Linked DNA regions of Mus musculus: regions 1 and 2 are each linked to region 3. The links are chromatin contacts, called in public HiChIP or PLAC-seq maps. All regions are on one chromosome and are shown on one strand. The core of a region is the stretch at or near the end of the contact, and the rest is flanking DNA. Distances in the headings are between cores, read along the strand shown.

What was found. HiChIP or PLAC-seq counts read pairs in DNA pulled down with a chosen protein or histone mark.
Region 1: a contact with region 3 is called in an H3K4me3 HiChIP or PLAC-seq map of bone marrow-derived macrophages, with 4 times the contacts expected there. The contact joins the enhancer-like site here to the promoter of Naa15 in region 3. A contact is called at or near these places in 1 of 39 promoter capture datasets (the C10 cell line), 1 of 484 Hi-C or Micro-C datasets (hematopoietic stem and progenitor cells), 4 of 115 datasets of contacts at active chromatin or transcription factors (bone marrow-derived macrophages, memory CD8 T cells, pancreatic cancer cells and 1 more) and 2 of 9 other capture datasets (adipose tissue and liver).
Region 2: a contact with region 3 is called in an H3K4me3 HiChIP or PLAC-seq map of pro-B cells, with 5 times the contacts expected there. The contact joins the enhancer-like site here to the promoter of Naa15 in region 3. A contact is called at or near these places in 4 of 39 promoter capture datasets (the C10 cell line, hippocampal neurons, liver and 1 more), 12 of 115 datasets of contacts at active chromatin or transcription factors (the SCID.adh cell line, acute myeloid leukemia, bone marrow-derived macrophages and 9 more) and 2 of 9 other capture datasets (adipose tissue and liver).

Annotation. Positions count from the first base shown.
Region 1 is chr3:52,087,221-52,091,398 of GRCm38.p6, reverse strand. All of the region lies in intron 1 of Maml3 (mastermind like transcriptional coactivator 3), which reads left to right. Among named protein-coding and RNA genes, the nearest start is that of Maml3, 16 kb to the left of the region's middle. Within about 2 kb of position 2,873, at least 349 of the 459 cell types and tissues checked have an H3K27ac peak or open chromatin away from gene starts, as enhancers often do. A contact at or near this core is called in adipose tissue, bone marrow-derived macrophages, hematopoietic stem and progenitor cells and 4 more, where this site is marked.
Region 2 is chr3:52,190,448-52,194,753 of GRCm38.p6, reverse strand. No RefSeq gene overlaps it. Among named protein-coding and RNA genes, the nearest start is that of Gm30074, 13 kb to the right of the region's middle. Within about 2 kb of position 1,608, at least 10 of the 459 cell types and tissues checked have an H3K27ac peak or open chromatin away from gene starts, as enhancers often do. A contact at or near this core is called in pre-B cells and pro-B cells, where this site is marked.
Region 3 is chr3:51,413,391-51,418,096 of GRCm38.p6, reverse strand. Naa15 (N(alpha)-acetyltransferase 15, NatA auxiliary subunit) reads right to left here and starts at 2,081. Exons shown (of 20, transcript NM_053089.3): 1 at 1,721-2,081. The coding sequence starts at 1,774. It overlaps LOC108168868 (a long non-coding RNA gene), which reads right to left and starts at 1,714. Exons shown (of 2, transcript XR_001783830.2): 1 at 1,323-1,714.

The DNA of each region.
Region 1 (4,178 bases), core at 1,624-4,123, 670 kb before region 3:
TAAATGGTTGAAAATGTGTTGTGTCGTTTCACTAGGAATTTCTCAATGGTTTGCAGCTGCTATTGAAGTTTTTAAAAACAACGTTCCTCTTCTTTAATGGAGCATGGAGAAAATGATTTCGGAGTTGGGTTTTTGCGATGCCTCCTCAGAACTTGCCACGGGAAGGAATAATTGAGAAAGTTGTTGGTCGTCCCAGCACCTAAGCAGGAAGGATTTCTCACGCAGAAATCTATTTTTGGCCGATTTTATTTATCAGAATGGAATCTCTCTGTAGTCCACGGTGGCGCTGCTGGGAAGGTGGTTTTTGATGGTGACAAAAACAGGTCTTTTAGGTTGCAGGTCTGTTGGCACCCAGACTGTTGAAATCCAAGATGTGTGTTGCTTTTCCCGAGTTTGATCCCCTTCTTAGATTTGAGGGATCCCCTGATGAGGATCGTTCAGGGGCTTTTAGTAACTTTTAAATTCCTGGCTAAAATGGGAATTGGAACATTCTAGAATAGGTAACAGTAGCATAGTGATAGCTTGTATTTGTCAGAATCCTGCTTTGCCCCTCCCCTGGGGCTCGGTTGTCTGTATGAAGTGCTACACAGTTATCTGTCCTCTGGAGGGTCAAGGGATTGCAAACCTGAGACGTTTCTTGCCTCTCTCTTCCTGTAGGAGTTTCTGGGATTGGCTCCTGGGGTGGGGACTGCTATATAAGGGTGAGGAAAGGAGACTGGCTGTCTGTGGTTCTCCCTAGTACTTCTGTCATTCACTCAGTCTATCAGCAGAGATAGTGGATGCTCAGGATAATTATTTATGACCGTCTTTCCATCCAAAACGCGGCTCGTACTTCCCCTGTTTTCATCAACTTTGTGTAATCTATGAGTTTATGATACACTGAAGGGCAATAAATTTGGGAAGAGAGATAATTACCTCTGACAGACTTACAGAAATGAGGCCGCAAGAGGAAGCAGCTAGAGGATTGCCTAAGACAAGGCTGCAGTTACTCCACATGGGGAAAATGGTCCCCACAAGAGACTCTCCCATGTCAAGAGTCACAGCCCGGTGGGTCACACAGGTGACAAAATGAAGCAATGACTTCTGTGATTTTCTTCTTCCAAACAGACATTTTCCATAGTTTAACAAAATGGCCTTTTTAATTTTTAAAATGGGACTTTCCAGTGGAGGAACTCAAGGTGCTTGGTGCAGGAGGAGAACTGGCAAACCCTTATGGCTGTGCACTGCGTCCTTTAACTTCTCATAATTCTGAATTATTTTTGAGGAAACTATTTAACCTGACCTTAAAAATTAGTTTCCCTTTCCCAGTGGCAGCTCCTATAGTTGGGGTGGTGAACCTCAGGGGTATGAATGGGTCAATGTTCACTTGACTTTCCTGTCCCTCTCAGTGTGGGGCAAATGGTCTTAATCTCTATAAAGAAAGAGCCTCAGTGGTGTGGGTTACCCCACTGTTGTATTTAATTTTCTACTTTCTGGACTAATAAGAAAGTGTGGAATAAGTAAGAGATTGGGCTGGGAATATAGCTCAGGTGGCAGAGCGCCTGCTTAGCATGCAGGAAGCGCTGGTCCGGTTCTGAGCACTGTATGAAACCCGCCATATTGACATACATCTCTGGTTGGCGCTTAGGAGGTACAGGCGGAAGACCAGGATTATCACTGGCTATCTGTTGAGTTCCTGTCCCTCCTGGGATATATGAGACCCTGTTTCTAAAAGAAAATATGACAAAACAACACATGAGAAGGCTGAGAACTTAAGAGCTGTTTCTTCAGAGGACCCTGGTTTAAATCCCAGGACTGACATGATGGCTCACAATCTGTATGTAACTCCAGTTTTAGGGAGTCTGATGCTGTCTTCCGGCCTCGGGCACTGCATATACTTAGTGCATATACATACATTCAGGCAAGGCACTCACACATAAAATAAAATCTAAGAGACAGAGACAGACAGAGTGAGAAATAAGAGAGGGAGGAAGAGAAAGAGGGAGGGAGGGGAGAAGGGAGAGAGCACGAGACTCCTAAAGGCAAAGACTAGATGGTTGGGCATTCCACTGTCTTTAGTTTTTCTATGGTTTTTTCCTTGGTGAACCAAATCAAGCCCTTATCCACAGTGGGGATCGTCATGATCTTGGGGGAAGAGACAGAGAGGATCTAGCTGGAATATTCTGGGAGAGCATGCCTTATTGGGAGGGGCTTTTTGACGAGTTCTGCTGAGGAAGAAAATGACTGTCAGGTGTTTATAGGCGAACCAATCTGTCTTCGCCTTTGGCGGCTCTCAGCAGCAGGGTCTCCACACAGTGACTAGAGAATTCTTTGAAGTGGGTACTCCCAGAGAAGAAAGGGATGAGCCAAAAGGTTTGGGTCTCCCTATAAATTAAACCCAGCGTCAACAGGGATCAGAGCAAGAAACTTTAAGTGTCCAGTTTTCCCTTCTGTCCACACGGTCCCTTCCACTCCCTTCCTCCGTGCCCTGTGAATAAATAGCAAGTAGGTTTGGTGTTCATTACTCTTTTGCCGTGAAGACAAAGGTGACTCATCAGGCTAAATCGGAGATGGGGGGGTGGGGGGGTGGGGAGGATACCATTTTTCTCGCCGTGTACCAAGCTAGGTTACACGGAAGTGAATTCCCAGAAAAGTCGTAAAATAGTGAAGTAATCCTAAGACAGATACGGGGTCGACAGCTACAGGCACAGGCCCCTGAAGACAGGCCTCTGTGTTGTGGCGAGACAATACTGCTGACCATATGGTCTCATGGCAGGCCGGTTGTGGAAGTCAGTGGCTGCCTTTTGTTTGGGGAACTCTCTCAGCCATGGGTCTGTGGGAGCTCTCAGTGACTTCCTGTCTCCCTGGCAGGCATGCTCTTGGCCCCGGGCCAGGCTTGCTGTACTATTGCAGTCTCAGGCCAAGCCCAGCAGCTTGCATTTGGTAAGCAGTCATTGCTCCTGACTTTGGTCACTCAGCAAACCGTTTGTCCCACAAATACACACTAGGACCTTTTTTTACACGATATCTCCGTGGCAACTATTACAAAGAGAGCATTTTTTTTTTTTACGTACAACCTAATTAATTGATAAATGTATAGAATCCTGGATACTCAGTATTCCTGGTGAAAGTGAGAGTCGTTTGTATTTTTTCAGAGCCCTTTTCAAGTTGCTTCCCTACTCCTAAGGCTCAGCTAGCTAAGACTGGCTCGGATGCTAGAGGCAGGGCTCCTGCTACAAAAAAAGAGAGAGTCGCCATCTATCCAGTTTTTACATAGGGCTAAAACAGGCCCTATGCTTAGCCTGGGTCTATTTTTTGAATGTGTGAAGCCAGCATGTGTGTGTGCATAAAAAGGCTGATTAACTCCACTTTCCTCTGAAGCCTCTCCTCTGCCACTGTGCTGACTCTTCCCAAGACCAGGGTTTCTCCGTCTCCCTGAGTCCTGGATGTCTCTGATCACTGTTGGTTAGGGCCACCCACCCTGGCTCCTTTTCTTTGCTCCCCCAAATATGGAAATGATCCCCAAAAGAACACATGGCCCTGGGAAAGGTTCTTTCAAACACAGCAGAAGGCGAGACCCAGCGAGGCTCACACTCCAGGAGGGGAGGCTGTAGCCTGGGCTATTGTGCCCGTGAGGGAGAATATTTTTATTCCAGGAACTGCATGCATGGAGGAAATGGATACCACTCACACTTTGATTGAGGAACACCAAAAAGCTCCATGTTCTTGGTCTCTAGGAAGTCTTCGTCCTTCTCTCATATGTATGTATGTATCTGTGCTTGTCTGTGTGTGTGCATGTGGAGGCCAGAGGTGGGTGTTCGGTATCACCCTCCATTGCTTTCTTCTTCCATCTTGAGGCAGGAACGTCGCTACCACTGTCTAGCCAATCAGCCTGCTCCAGGAATCACCTGCCTCCACAGAGTGCTGGGACTACAAGTGGGCTGTTACATCCACTGAGCCTTTACATGGGCACTGGGGATTTGAACTCTGGTCCTTATACTTCTGTGGCAAGGGCTTTACCCCCTAAGCCATTTCCTAGCTCCTATGAAACCTTTTGGTGTAGAACACCTATGAAGGTTGATTTGGTTATGATGTTGGGATAAATCTATTTCTTTTCCTCATGAAGAAATGTCATTTCAAGGCCAATGCTGCTGTCTCTTGTATGAATGTATGTATGTATGTATGTCCTACTAATGACT
Region 2 (4,306 bases), core at 359-2,858, 780 kb before region 3:
AGGCATTAGGCAGACCATTCCTGCAGTCAGTTGCCACAGTTGGTGGCAGAGCCAAGAGGTAGATATAGTAGCTTGTCTTTGAGATGAGCTAAAACTTGCCTCTCAGTACACACACCCTTGTGTATTTCCTTCCCACGTTAAGGAAGAGTGACCGGTGCAAAGAAGTGGACATTGCACAATGACAGTATGATCCCTAAGGCCAGCACATAGGAGACAGTGTATCTGCTATCTCGCTTTCAAGAGTCACTCAACTCTGGAGAAAACTAGGTACCGTGTCGTGAGAATGCCCAAGCAGTGCTATGGAGCCGAGAACCTAAGGCCTCCTGCCGCCAGCCAACAGCAACTTGCCAGCTACGTGTGAGCCCTTTGGAAGCAGATCCTCGAACTTTAGGTAAATCATCCTATCTGTAGTCCCAGCCAGGCTCTTACCCAGGGCGAGAGAACTTGGACCCAAATACATGCAGTTAGGCCATCCCTGAATTCCTGATGATTGAAAATTTGAAAATAATTAAGTAAATATACATATACAAATACGCTTAAGTGTTCTTGATGCAGCCTAGACAATTAGTATAACAACATTTTAAAAAGAGCCATGGTGTCTGTACTGCCACACTGATGGCTAAAGTCCTGTCGATGCCACATACATCTGAGACCTAAAACTCCCATTCTGATCCATCCTGAACATCATAACTCAGAGGGGATTAGGAGGTAGTCTCACCTTGCTGAATTAACTAACCATAGTCTAAACATTGGTTTTCGAAGATGCTGGAGGCAGGGCCTTCCCTCTCTGCCTCTGCACCACCTCCCCTACCTGACAGTCTGCCCTGGCACTTGGCCCAGGTGTAAATTGTCAGCAATGTCTCTGTCTTTGGTCTTATGGTGATGTGCTGGGTCCAGCCCAGGACAGAAGTGGGGCCTGGATCTGATCTTTGATCTTCCATCTACTCCTGAAAAGCCGGTGATAAGCAGTCTGAGATGAGTCCCTTCAGTGTGGCCGACAGAATCAACCTGTGTGTAGCTCAGGCATGGATGCTTATACTGAATAGCTAACTTTGCTTTGTCCTGGTCTTTTCTGGGACATGCACCCATACACGGAAGCATATCGCTGAGTCCTTGTCCACAGAAGAGTCACAGCCCCTCCTGTACACGGATAGTGTTTCTCACTGCAGTTCCCACCGAGGAATCATGTTTTGTTCACGCAGAGAAGGAAAATTACCAGGCGATGGATGGTTTGGGGCTAACAAACCCTACTTGAATTTCTACACTTTCATAAAATGCCAACCAAATAGTACAGTTAACTCATATTTTGTCACTAATCACACAGATGGTACCTTAACTAGAAGCTGGGGCTGGTACAGACCCTGATGCCCCCCAGATTCAGGGCTGGACTAGGATTGGCTCGCCTGGAAACTCTGCCTCTGAAAAACCACGCCGATCCCCTTAAATCCATGTCTTATTTTTGATATGACACAAAGTTGCAGCTTTTTAATTTTTTTTTCAGAAAGTTTTATTTCTGTTGTATTTTTAGGCCCCCAGAGTATTTTATTTACGGTGTACAAGTGACACAGAACACCCAGCTGCAGCAACTACTCTCTAACCACAAGCTCAAACGCAATACCTCAGTCTAGAATGTACAGTGGCCGGGGCTTCTGTTTTCCATGGATTTTTGTCAAGTCTGTTTATCTTCTTGTTAATGTGATGATAGAACACTCTCCGAAAGAGAGCAACCAACCCTTCCCTTAAAGAAAGCATCTAGATGAAAATGGAAAGTAAAGCTAGCCACAACCCACAAGGCCTTCTCTGGGGAGAATTCTTGAGGAAAAAGCAACTCACACTTCACAGGAGAATATGGTACTGTCATTTTTTTCCTCTTTATAGTGCCAGCATGTTCCTGAACAAAGGCCTCGGGGCATTATCAACTCCTCAGCTATTTTTTAGTGTGATTTCTATTTTCAGGACCCTGCTCCCTCCCTCTTTGTTCTTCCTGCATCTGGTCATTGGTGTCTTCTCCTTTAGTCCCATTTTAGTGGATGTGACCAGCCCCAACCTGGGGAGATCACCATGGTCAGATAGGCAGGATCATTTTTCCACACACAGCTAGAGGAAGCCTTCAAGGGCCTGCCTGCCCACTGCAGACAGACAAGCTGAGGGTACCGGAAGCCACAAGGATGAGGATCAGCAATTCTGAGCTTCTATCCAGACCCTGGATGTTGATTAAAGAGCAAGTAAACAGAAAACCAAAACCCACACCCCTAGCCCAGGACCTGATAGCACAGGACACAATTCCCAGCATGTGACCTAATCAGAATAGCCACATAGACCAAGCAGTGATGATGCTTGCCTTTAATCCCAGCACTCTGGAGGCAGAGGCAGGTGGGTCTCTATGAGTTTGATGCCAGCCTGGTCTACAGAGTAAGTTCCAGGATAGGCAGGGCTACACAGAGAAACACTACCTCAAAAAACAAAACAAAAAACAAACAAACAAAAAAACCTGAAAAACAAAACAAAACAAAACCAAAACAACAAAACCCAAACAAACAAACAACAGTATATACAGAGCTAAGAAATTTACATAGCTCACTTGCCAACATTGCGTGATAAAGAGGCAACTGTACTTTTACTACTTCACAGTGGATTGTGTTTTCCGAAATATAGTTGTTGGTTGTATCCCTACTTCCCGCTTTGAGATCCTGTCTGTAAACCTAGGCTGGCCTTGAACTCTCTACATAGCAGAGGATAGCCTTAAACTTCTGATCCTCCTGCCTTTAACCCCATAGTGGTGGGATTATAGTGAGCCACACACCAGTTTATGCAGTACTGGGGATCACCCCCAGAGTTTCCTGTATCCCAGGCAAGCTGCTGCTGCATTTCTCATATACCCCAGGCTGGCTCCAAATGGACTATGCCACTGAGAATGGTTTTAAACTCCTGATCTTCCTGCCTCTGCTTCCCGGATGCTGCAATTACTTACAGATGTGTGGCTTCACACCTGGCCCTGCAATTTAGATTCTGACTTCAATGTATTAATATGTATTGCTATTAACATATGTAGTATTGATATATAGTATTGATATATATATATATATATATATATGACTTCAATTCATTCACTCATTCAAACATAAAATTATGTTCAAAAACATGTTCTAATTACAAATATACATTAATTAATTAATAAAACAGACCACAGATAACCCATTCCAAGTATAGATGTACTTGTAAAAAGCATAAAGTTCGGAGGAAAAACTAAATAGATTCAAAAGTAAAGACTAGCAGAGTGGGGCTGGAGAGAAGGCTCAGCGGTTAAGAGCACTGTCTGCCGTTTGAGAGGTCCTGAGTTCAAATCCCAGCAATCATATGGTGGCTCACAACCATTTATACTGGGATCTGATGCCCTCTTTTGGCGTGCAGATATATATGCAGATAGAGTACTTATATACATAACTCTTACAAGGTTTATAATTAGCTCCCTGTGTGTATGTGTGTTCATGTGCACATGTGCATGTATTATATGTATATTTGCCCACATGTGCATATAAATATACATATACATAAATGCATATGGCAAGAGGACAACCTCAGATGTCATTCCTCAGTTATGTTCCACCCGTGTTTCTAGACAAGGTTTCTCACTTGGCCTGAAAACAACTGGGCTAGACTCAGGCATCCTGTCTCTGCCTCTCCAGGATTAGGATTTTACACACATACACACACACACACACACACACACACACACACACACACACACACCTCTGTTACATAGGGTCCAGGGACCAAACTCCAGTCTCCACACTTGTGTGGCAATTCATTTCCCACCTAAGCCATCTCTCTAGAAATAGCCTCTTTAAGAAGAAAATGTTTAAATCAGCAACTGAGTCACTCAAAAGAAAGGCCTATTGTGGTCCTTAGTCATGTCAGAGGATAGGGAATGTGGCAGTCTAGAAAGAAAACCCAAATCGTACTATGGACAAAGACCTTGAGAAGGAAAGATCATGGTCTCCTTAAAGTAGAACATTCTGGATACAGCCCAGGAAGAGCAGAGAGCACACAGGCATTGAAGTGCATCCGAGTGTGAATGGGTAATCTAGCCTGGCCACCCAACCAGTTCTTAAATCCCCAGTTTGTTTGGGTTTCTCTATGGGAGGGAATCAATACTTTTGAAGTATCCGTGCTAATTCACAAATCTGCTCCAACATAAAGAGTTAGGGTCCTGATCATCACCTTCGATCCTCTTCTGAGGGCATTTTCAGGTTGAAATGCACAAACATACTCAGACACAGACAGTTGTGTTTATTGTTATGTGGGT
Region 3 (4,706 bases), core at 832-3,331:
CACATAAAAAAATAAAATCATTCTAGAACTGTCACAAGAAGTGCATAGTAGTTCTCATCTGTAATCCCACCTCTTGGGATGCTGAGGCAGAAAAACTGCCAAGAGTTCCAGTCCAGCCTGGCTACAGAAAGTGAGATCTGTCTCAGAACACTAAAAACAAAAAACTATGCTACAAATCCACTTAAGACTTCTAAAGGTCTGAAAACAAAACGCCATTAAGTAGTACGGGAAGTGACTGTCTAATATGTTTTTCTACACAAATTGATTACATGGATAGTTCTGTAAAATCAATCACCTCAATATAAATGGTTATTTAGGATTTATTTATGTATTTTATGTATATAAGTGCTCTATTTCCTGAATGTCTTGCACCCCAGAAGAGGGCATCAGAGTCCACTATAGATGGTTGAGAACCACCATGTGGTTGCTGGGAACTCAGCTCAGGACCTGTGGAAGAACAGTCAATGACTGCTTTTATCCACTGAGCCATCTCTCTGGCCCATAAATAGCCAAAAAGAAAAAAGAAAAAGAAAAAAGAAAAAAAAAAAAAGAAAAGAAAAAGCCAAATATCTAATCTCCTTATTTTGTTGTCAAACGAATTATAACTGCAATCTAAAAGGCTAACACACACACACACTCCAAAATTCAAGTCAAGTTTGGCGAATACACTTAATTCTTTCACGCACAAAAAAGTTTGTATAAAAGAAGCTACCCTCACACTAACAACAAAAACTGCTACAATGTATTAATGACAGAGCCGATAAAGCAGGGCATAGTTTACAATGTAAACAGATTCAAGCCCATACCCCCGCAAGTTATCACTGCGTGTATTTTTATGCAAACCGCAAACATCTGAAGCACAGGGGATGAGTTTGAGATAGCGTCAACAAGATCCATCTTAGAAGACACTTCTATTATCTCCTGCTAAGTTTTTGCACCGCTATTTTTAAAACTTCAGAGTAAGGGGTGGAGGGGGAGTCTGTACTGAAACTTCCTACCGGACCGCCCCTAGAAATGAGTCCCACCTCCCGGAGAAGGGTGTCGGGGTGGGGCCGTTTTGCTCTCCAACTAACAAACAAATGCTGCGTTTCCCACTCCCAAAAAAAGAGGCCGAGGGGCTGCAGGATCAAGTATGCAAGTGCCTGGATGGAGGTGACAGAGTAGCCTCCGCTTCTACAAGAGTCCATTCTTTCGAGTCCAACAGTGACCCCCGGCCGGGCGGGGACCGGTGAATCCCAGATGGGGAGGAAGAGGGAGGGACGGGGCCGGAGAGGGAGAAGTGCTTTCAAGCAATGAATGAGTCCCTGCCTCGGCCACACCACCTGTTCCTTCCGAGGGTGCCACCCCGACCAGCCGGCAGAATCCCTGTCCGGAGCGGGGCCGCGACTCCCGGCCCGTGCGGCCCGCTGCCCCGCTCAAGGCCAGGCTGCTCCTCCCTTCGCTCTAGGAGGGTAAACGGCAGCCGAGCCGTGCGGATGCCGGGGAGTCGGGGCCTAGTCCGGAACCGAGGCCTCGAAGCCCGCGGGCCGCGGCGCGCGGACGGAGGTGGGGGCGCTCCCGGGGCGAGACGAGAGCTGAGAGTGCGCCCCGCCAGCCAGCACAGCCGAGGTGGGGTCCCCGCGGGGTGGCCGGGTGCCCGCTCGCCCGCCCGGGCTCGGGGCTGACAGGCCCGGCTCCCAGCGAAACCATCCCCGGTGCCCGCTCGCCGCCTCACACTCACCAAGATCCGCTTGAAGAGCGCGTTCTCCTTGGGCGGGAGGCTCACGGCCGGCATGGTTCCGGCTCCTCCCGCGGCTCCCGCCACCGCCCGGCTCGCTCAGTCCGTTTGTCCGCCCGCCGCCGCCACTGCCGTTCCCGAGCTCACTTCAGCCTTGAAGCCTTCACTCCGCCGCCACTAGGCCTCCGGGGTCGCCGCGCCCGCCCTGTCCTGACACTCCCTTCGCCTCTTTTTTTTTTTCTTTTCTTTTTTTTCTCTCTCTCTCTCTCTCTCCTCCTTTTCCCCCTTTCTCACTTAACGCCGCCGCCACCTCCCCCCTCCCGGGTCTCCGTCGGCGGTTCACGTGGTAACTGAAAAGACCGACAGAGGCAGCCAAAATGGCGGACTCGGAGGGCTTTCCCACCCGGGTCACACCTCCCAACGCGCAGGCGCGGTGACCCGCTCTTCCCCACCCTCGATGCACCGGAGCCTGCCGGGAACGCGGAGGCCGGGCCGGCCTGCGGAGCCGCGGATTTCAGAGTTGGCTCTGCCGGTCCTGCCAGTGCCGTGTGCCTGGGAGGGCCGCCAATGACGCTTCCGCCGCCGCCGCCTCCTCTCTGGAAACAGACTTTCTGCCCCTTCTCGCTAGACCGGCCTGCCTTTCTCTCGGTGGGGTAGACTCACCCAGATGGTGTCATCATAGCTTGAGTATCAAGTGCCAAAATGGAGATGTTTTAAGAAGAGGTATAATGGTTCTAGGCCCAAGTGCCTGTATTGTGTACAGAAGGGAGCGAAGGGTAATTTGTGAACCGATCCGAAAAAGAGGGCTTAATCATCTTGAAAAGCCTCTAAGAGCTTGACCTATGAAATGGGCCCCGGCTGGCTAGGGTATCAGTGATTTTTGTTGACTATTGCTAGAGATAGCCAGGAAAGGTGTTGGCCAGATCCGAAGTGACATACTTATACTGCCAAAGGAGCCTCTGAAGGTTGAGGTATATTTATTTCATTGCTGAAGTCATATAATGCGAGGTTGAGGAACTGGCTGTGTGAGTCACCTTAATGTGGTGGAGTTGAGGGCCGAGACTCCTGGAGTTGGCTTCTAATTCATGCTTAGGGTTGTATCTGTTGAACTGCCTGTTAACAGAAATCCTCAATCCTTAGAGGCCAGACTCCACTGAGCAAGGTCAGGCCTGAGAGAGAAGAGGATCCAGACGTTTCATTACAGTTAACAATAAAACTTTACAAAATGGCAAGCCATTGAGTCACAAGAGCCATTTTACCCTTGATTATCTCATGTGGACCTTCTAGTAATCTGTGCATCCTGAGTCATAAAGATGTGCAGCAGTTTAGCTCCTTTAGGTCTGTTTTTGTTTGTTTTGTTTTGAGACAGGATTTCCCAGTGTTTCCCTGGCTATCCTGGAATTCGATCTCTTAAAAACCAAAAAGGGAGCAAGCTTAGAGCAGGCAAATCCTGGGGTATCCTTGAACACTAATCTCTCTAAAGATTTAGGAAAATTAAGTTGGTGAGATGGTTCAGTGGATTAAGGCACTTACTTTGCAAGCCTGACAGCCTGAATTTGACCCCTGAACTCACATGAAGATGGAAAAAGAGAAAAGGCTCCAAAGAGTTGTTCTCTAACCTCCATGTTGGCACACATAAATAACAAGTGAATTCTGGGCTGGAGAGGGAGTTCATAGGGGAAATGACCTGTTACTCTTGCAGAGAACCTAGGCTGGGTCCCAGCACCTCTGAAGAGGCCAGGTATACACAGGGTGCTCGCACAGACAAAAGGCTCATGCATATAAAATAGATAAGCCTAGAAGAAAATCCTTCACATACAAAGATGTAAGTAAATAAATAGCTTTTCTACAAGTGTGTGCTGTTGAAGAGCTAACCTGGTGCTTTATGCATGCCAGATAAGCACTTTTTTGTTGTTGTTTTTTTGAGACAGGGTTTCTCTGTGTAGCCCTGGCTGTCCTGGAACTCACTCTATAGACAAGGCTGGCCTCGAACTCAGAAATCCACCTGCCTCTGCCTCCCAAGTGCTGGGATTAAAGGCATGCGCCGCCACTGCCTGGCCAGATAAGCACTTCTACCATTAAGCTAGCTATACCCACAGCACTAAATGCAAATTTTGTTTTTTCAAATTGTACAAATAATTTTTTAAATTGTAAGGTTTTATTGGCATGTTAATTATACATAATAATGGTATTCATTATTTTTATACATGTACATGATATATTTCAATCATAGTCACACACATACATACCCTTACCATCTTGTCTCCCTTGACTACTTTTAATCCCCTTCCCACCAACTAGTAATTTGATTGGTTTGTTGGTTGGTGTCCCTAAGTAGCCCAGGCTTACCTTGAACCCATACCCTCCTTTGCTTTCCAAATGCCGAGAATATAGTTACTTTTCCAAGTCTAAGCAGCAGAGGTTTGGGTGGACCTGTTGTGTTGTAGAGCTGTTTTTGTGTTTGTGTGCATGTGTACTGGTGCCCACAGAGATCAGAGTACCAGATCCCTTGGAGCTGGAATTACAAGTGGTTGCAAGCCACCCAGCATGGTGCTAGGAAAGGAACCTAGATCTTCTGGAACAGCAGTAAGTACTCCTAACTGCCAGTCATCTCTCTCAGCCCAGACAGCAGGTTTTAAGGTTCAGTGAACACTGGTCTAATTACAACATTGATCTGATTCATTCCCGAGTTAAAATGCACCTGTAAATAATAGTCTGACCACACAGTCAGTGACATGATAGCCTGAACTCAATAATAAAACACCTACAGTGATCACTACAATACAACAGATAGAAATTGCATGTGAGCTATGCTTTGAGTGCTCTTTGTGCTTCCAGGAAGTAACAGCCAAGGCTGTATGGCCCTGCACTACACTGCTGCTGACCTTGCATCCTTCTCTATCACTGTGGCTGAAGGGCTTCCTCCCACTGGGTGTGGTGGCGCACATGTGTAATCCCAGAGCTGGGGAGGCCAGGGCAGAAGGACTTG